Linked DNA regions of Capra hircus: region 1 is linked to region 2. The links are chromatin contacts, called in public Hi-C maps. All regions are on one chromosome and are shown on one strand. The core of a region is the stretch at or near the end of the contact, and the rest is flanking DNA. Distances in the headings are between cores, read along the strand shown. Region 1 has its middle 14 kb from the start of SPRYD7. Region 2 has its middle 310 kb from the start of DLEU7.

Region 1 (3,152 bases), core at 623-3,122, 550 kb after region 2:
TCACTCAGGAACAGGGGAGGAAGCTGATGAAGAATCAGCTTCAGAAAGAAAGTTGTGGTTCCTCTGAAACAGCAGACTACAAGGGGGCAGTTATATTTAAAGTGCTCCAAGCACATGATTCTCTGACGATTTGGGCATTTGAATTTGGGATTTCTGTTTTGGGTTTTTTATCGTTTGTTTGCTTTTTCAGCCGCGGCACATGGCATGTGGAATCTTAGTTTCCCTGACCAGGGATGGAACCTGCGCTCCTGACAGTGGAGGCCCAAAGTCCTAACCACTGAACCACCAGGGAATTCCTGGGGCTGTTTTTTAGTTTTCCAAAATGAGAAAAAAAAATATTGTCAGATGACTTTTCTGCACCCTGGAAACCAGAGCCTCACCTGGAATCATAATGTAAAGCTTCAGACTCAATCTGGTGGACAGGTTCACCACTCACACATTCTTTCTCACATCTTTATCATTTATTACCTGATAGATTTTCCCTAAAAAAGATATTATTAAAGGCCAACCTCAAACCTTTTAAAAAGTACCTATGAAATGTGATCTACATTCATGATTAAGATAGTGTTTTTAAAATTATATGAATTTTATTTAACAATTATTATAGTACTTTTTTATGTACCAAGTATAATCCTAAGAGCTTTACAAAATTAATCTATTTAATCCTTAAACTAATGAAACATTTACTATTATTAACCTCATTTGTAGGTGAGAAAATTAAGTCACAGAGAGGTTAAGTAACTTACACAAGGTCACACAGCTAATAAGTGACAGAACCAAGAAGTCAAACCCAGTGACATTGTGTGCTGAGGTCACTAGGCTATGCTGCCTCTATAAAGGGCCTGAAAAATAGATAGATAGATGTGCTGTGCTGTGCTGTGGTTAGTCAGTCATGTCTGACTCTTTGTGACCCCGTGAACTGTAGCCTGCCAGGCTCCCCTGTCCAGGAGATGTCCCAGGCAAGAACACTGGAATGAGTTACTCTGTCCTCCTCCAGGGGATCGAACCCAGGTCTCCTGCATTGCAGGCAGAGATAGATTTTTAATATATATTTATCATATATAAAATATATACTGTGTGCTCAGTAGCTCAGTCATGTCCGACTCTTTGCAGCCCCACCGACTGTAACCCACCAGGCTCCTCTGTTCATGGAAGTTTCCAATGGAATGGGTTGCCATTTCCTACTCCAGGGGATCTTCCTGACCCAGGGATCGAACACACATCTTCTGCATCTCCTGCATTGGCAGGCAGATTCTTTACCACTGAGACACCTGGGAAGCCCCATAAAATATATACTATATGCATATATTTTTGTGTGTAAATGTTATATTTTATGCAGGTACATATGTATATGTGTGTGTGTATGTATATATGAGAGAGAGCAGGATTGTAAGTGCAGTTTTCCAAATGGCCCTCTTTTGGGGTGTTTTCAAAGCATGGCTAAAACCCAGAAAAGCTCTATATAATTTTTCTGTAGCTACATCCTCTTGCAGAGGCTAGAGGACTGGATTCATAAATGTCGGCTTCTCCTCTGACAAATGAGGTAGCTAAATCAGAAGAAATAGTTCGTCAAGTGAGTGTAAGAAGCGTCCGAATGCAAAATTATTATTTCCTGGAAGGCTGACCAGGTAATTTTCCTCTTTAGATCTGACTCGGAGGTGTCCTGACTCAGTATTCAGTAAGCTAACTCCGGACTCTTCTTGTGCCTTTTGGACTAAATATAATGCGAATTTGTTCTGTTCAATAGTTCATATTCTAATACTTATGTGCAGGTTTAAGTTTAAATTTCTAGGGTCTCACGCATCCGGATTCACCAAAAAGGTAACGCTGAAGTAAACAAGTGGGGCGTTCTAGCTACTGGTGCAACTGCGCCCCCTGCCGGCGCTTGGCCGGCAAGCCGGCCTCATCAGGGGGCCTCTCCCGCTCCCCCCAGCACAGCGCAAACTTTAGCCCTTCCCCTCTTTTGCAGCTTTCCAACCAAGCCAAACTGGCTTAGCGCTGCCCTGAGCTAAGCACAAGTGCACTTAGCGCTGAGCATCGAAGGTAAATCAAAGCCTCGCAGCCTTAAAGTATCTCACGCTCTATCGGGGCACACCCGAAGCAGCCCATTAGAATGCAGCTGCAGCCAGCCTCCTGTCCCATACATTTGCAACCACAAGTGGCACGCCAGAGCCTGAACCAAACAGCATAGTACAATGCCCTTTTGTTGGAAAGGAGGACTGTGACTCACCCCATCATTTTCTGTGTGCGCAGAAACCACGGCCTGCACAGGAGCGACCGGGCCAATCGGTCGGTGCTTCGCTGAAGCCCCAGGTTACCTGGAAGCTGTCCTGATAGCGAGCTCTCCAGGGTGGGCGCCAGAGGGGCTGCACAGAAAACTCACGATTAAGGTTAACAGGGGCCAGGAGGAGATCTATGCATTCGGATATTAAATTAATAAGTAACAAGAGCATTAAAAATATGTGACCAAGACCTCTGATGCATTAGTAACAAGATGCTAGCTTAGCTTCCCAACTAGACTTTGTTGGATTTTTTAAAACAGAATTTTATCTGTTTGTGTTTTTCAAACTAGGCCAAGAGGCCTCCTCCATTTCTAAAATACAAAAATTGTTTCTGTTCCTCTTCTCAAACCAAATCAGACTCTAGACACACCCAGCAGCTCACTGTGTCTTTTAGTTAACTCTCTGTCGCCTTTCACTTTAGAGAAAGTTCTGCTGGTAACAAAACCTGCTATACTAGTCAAGAGGGAAAAGGACTTGAAGGAAAAGGAAGAACATGTTTTTAATAATTGTTGTCAAAACATATGAGGATAAGAAGTAAAAGAAGTGGAGAAATATGCCACTCCATGCAGGAGTCACTCTGGATAAGTGTTTCCGAGCTGTGGCCTATAGGTCAGCCATCACGGCAACCAAAGAAGAATGTAATTACAAATGAGGACCTGTGAGGAATCTCTAAGACGGTTCCCACAAAGGGTACAGTGGAGAAAAAAAATCTGTGCAAACGAAGAAAGGCAACACTGGAACCTCATGAGAGCAGAGAAGAAGAAAAAGGTGAAAAGGGAGAGAGAATGAGGTAGGAAGCAGAGAGAAGGGGTGACTGTGAGGAGCCACAGGCAGGCTGCATCAGGGTGAACATCTCACGTTTATAATTTA
Region 2 (3,594 bases), core at 577-3,076:
ACTCTTTCATTTGGGGTGGATGGAACCCTTGACACAGTCTAGAATTTATTAAGACTCCTGTCCCATAGGAACAGTTAACTCTTTGATCCTAGCATTCTCTCTCCTCCTAGAAGAATTATTTAAATGTTACACATCCCTTTTTTTTTTATTACCCCAAGCCCAGCAGTCGCAGAGACAATTCCCCTTTCTATCCCCCACACCCCTTTTCTTTTCTCTCTTTCTCTGTCTTTCTCTCCTTCCCTGAAGTTTATAAAGCATTCCTTCAGCCTTGGTTTTCCTTTTCAACATTTAAAACTGTGGCTTCTACCTATAAAACTTCTCCTCTACCCTGAGCAGCCCCATTCCCCTGGGGCTGTTATTGGCATGATCTATAAATTCACTGGAGTCACTTCGAGCCCTCAGTTAGCTTTTAATCAAACATTAGCAGCAGTGTTTACTCTTGTGTAATCTTTGGTTGTTACTTAATTTAATGCCCGTCAGCATTTGAAAAAAAAGAAAAAAACATGTTCAGCAAATCCTCGGTGCACACTGTTTAGTTTCTTTCCTCTTCCCTTCCCCCGCCTTGACCCAAATCAAGCTTCATTTAATCTGGTAAAGGCTTTCTAATAATTTTAATGCGCTTGCTCTCTTAAGGAAATAAGAGTTTGCTCTCTATGGCAATCAACCCAGAGGCCTTTGCTTTCAGATCCCCATCCCACATCACATCAAAGAGGCTAAACTGTAAATTGTATAGTTTTTGTTTCTTGTTGCTCTGGCAGTTATTTGTGAGTGATGTAAGATGGGAAGCATCTTCAGACTCACATTTGGAAGATGCTGGTGTGGGCCCTTGAGAAAAACCCACTGGAAACTGACTTTGAAGGTCTGCCCGGTGGTGAGCTAAAAGCGAACATATCACATCATAATTCATACACAACTTTGTGTCTTTTGAACCTTCCTCCCCAGCTGCCACCACCTCTAAAATAAATAAATAGTGCCCTGGCCATTCTACGGTGTGCTGAAGTGGCTTTCCTCTCTCCTTTCATAATGTGAAATCCATCTATAGTCTTGCAGGAGAACTTCCCTAAGGCTGTCTAAAGACCGGAGGAAATACTGACTTCAGATGGAATAGGAAGGCTCAGCTTCAGCACACAAAGCACTTTATTAAGGGAAAAAGAATGTAGGGGGAAATTATGAGTGTACTCTTAAAAGATGCAAAAAGCAGCTCTCCTACCTTGCGCCTCCCGTCTCTGTGCGCTCTAAGAGAATGTCCTCCTTAGTCTGGGGCTTTGATTAATAGCATCACACTCAGAATGCCAGGTTTCAGTGCCAAGGAGACAAATGTCACCCTGAAAGTCTCAGGAGATGTTTCAGGAGATGTGACCGAAACAATGTGGACACCCAAGAAGGAGAAGGAACCCTGCGTCAGCGAGGTCTCATCTGTTCCATCCTTTCCCCCCAAAACTTGACCTCTTCAAATTTCACTGTCTCAGCTGTGCTTCTGCTCCCCATCGATTAGAAATCAGGATTCTCTTCTCTACACCACAAGGGAAAACCTACTGCTAAGAATCCCGACTATGGCAGGGTGTCCCTGCTATGTCTCACAGAAGAGCACTCCCTCAGAAGAGCAGTAAGGATGCAAAGGGCTAGAAGAAGAAGAAGAAGAAAAGGAGAGACACTGGTGACTGAGGTTTCATCCAACTGCTGCAAATAAATAAATGCCGAAAAACACATTTCTGCTCTCTCAGATAGGAAAGGAGTTTCCTGGACTGAATCCATGCAGAGTTCATGGTTGGATTTCTAGGAAAGCCTCAATAAGGGGCTGAATTATGTGCTATTAACTCAAACTGCAGCTGTCCTGAGGGTCAACAGCTCTGTGTGAGCTCAGGTTACAAGTGCACACTGGTAGCCTGTGCTTGGGGGCTGGTGTCACTGGGAGTCACCCTTGAGATGTGCAAAGCAGCCCAGGAGACACATGCATCCCTGTCACGAACCATCGGGTCCCTGGGCCTGCCCACGTATGGGGTGTCACCACCCAGGCTCCAAAGTGCAGCTGTTCCACTATGCAACTTTCCTGAATCATCTGGTGGAACGTGCTCAAAGCACAGGACTGCACTGACAAGGACTTTAAGGTTTAGGAACTCACTCCCAGATAACAGCTCTTCTCAGCAAGACGATGTGCCCAGGCCCCTCAGGTGCCCAGGCTGCCCTGGTGATAAACGGAGCTCTGCTGTAGACTCATTGCTCTCCTCATGTTCTTATTCCTGATGCTGAGTGACCACCATCGGCACTTGAGGTTTGTGCTTCCCTTTTCAACTCCCTCTTCAATGTCCCTTACCTGCCCATCCTCACCCAGCTTGCTCATTTAACAGTGCCGAGTGGTCGGCTCATAAGAAGCCGCGCATGCATTTCAAGCTCCTTAGAGGAGAGCACGTGACAAATAGAAAATGGAAAATGTTTTAGACATATACGACATTTCATTTGAGGTATCAGCCATAATGATCTATAATCAATAAATTCATTTGTTTTCCAATTTGTTATTGTGTGTGTGTGTGTGTGTGCGCGCGCAGGCACTGTGCTGTGTCCCACTTTTTCCCCAGCACATCTCTGCATGTTTTGTTCACCGTGTGATGTCCAGTTCTCTGGTCTTTTCCACTGGCAGCCTCCATCCACTAGGGCCTGCCTAGGACCCTGCACTGGTCAATGGGAAACCAAACAAATCAGAGGCACTTAAGTCGTTGCCACCAGTGCACAAAGGGAAAGCTTCAGCACGTTCCCTGAAGGCCAGACATGTGAGTTAAAGCTGCAGAAGGAAGCTGACTTGTAAACCTTCCTTGACAATCAGGATTTACTGTTTATTCTGTCAACCCTGTTTATTCTTTCAACTCTGGTTTCGCAGCAGAACAGCTCATCACACTACACCCAGATTGTGGGGACACACAGAAAACATCCAAGAAGAACCAGAGAGAGCTCAATCCTGCTGATTCATTCACTAAGTCATTTGTTAGCAAGCTGGTTTGGGGTTTCTCTTTTCCACAATATTTCAACACTTAGGGAATTAAAATAGCCAGCTGTTCTCATCTTCAAACAACATATCCTGGATAATTGGGAATTTAAAGTAAGTTTCACTCTTAAAGCCTTCTTCCAAAATACATCTGACCAAAATAGTCAGTTAATGAAATAACTTGGAAACCTAGAGCGTGCAAGAGAGTCGTGTATGATGTTAAGCACAGAGTCACTCGGCACTTGGTAAACATGCACTGATGCAGACCTGGTTTCCTAAGATTTAAAATGTAGAACCAAACCACTCATACTTTCTCAAATATTATGGTGCTAGCGTAAATTTACAAGAGGCTGCTGCTGCTGCTGCTAAGTCGCTTCAGTCGTGTCTGACTCTGTACAACCCCATAGACAGCAGCCCACCAGGCTCCCCCGGCCCTGGGATTCTCCAGGCAAGAACACGGGAGTGGGTTGTCATTTCCTTCTCCAATGCATGAAAGTGAAAAGTGAAAGTGAAGTTGCTCAGTCGTGTCTGACTCTTAGCGACCCCATGGACGGCAGCCCACCAGGCTCCTCCACCCACAGGATCTTCCAGGCAAGAGTACTGGAGTGGGTTGC

Evidence for each region. A called contact is a pair of places that touch in the nucleus more often than the background predicts.
Region 1: a Hi-C map of blood shows a contact between it and region 2, with 3 times the contacts expected there. The contact joins two enhancer-like sites. A contact is called at or near these places in 3 of 5 Hi-C or Micro-C datasets (all in blood).

The regions. Positions count from the first base shown.
Region 1 is chr12:67,162,864-67,166,015 of ARS1.2, forward strand. No RefSeq gene overlaps it. Among named protein-coding and RNA genes, the nearest start is that of SPRYD7, 14 kb to the right of the region's middle. Within about 2 kb of position 1,873, at least 5 of the 5 cell types and tissues checked have an H3K27ac peak or open chromatin away from gene starts, as enhancers often do.
Region 2 is chr12:66,609,850-66,613,443 of ARS1.2, forward strand. No RefSeq gene overlaps it. Among named protein-coding and RNA genes, the nearest start is that of DLEU7, 310 kb to the left of the region's middle. Within about 2 kb of position 1,827, at least 1 of the 5 cell types and tissues checked has an H3K27ac peak or open chromatin away from gene starts, as enhancers often do.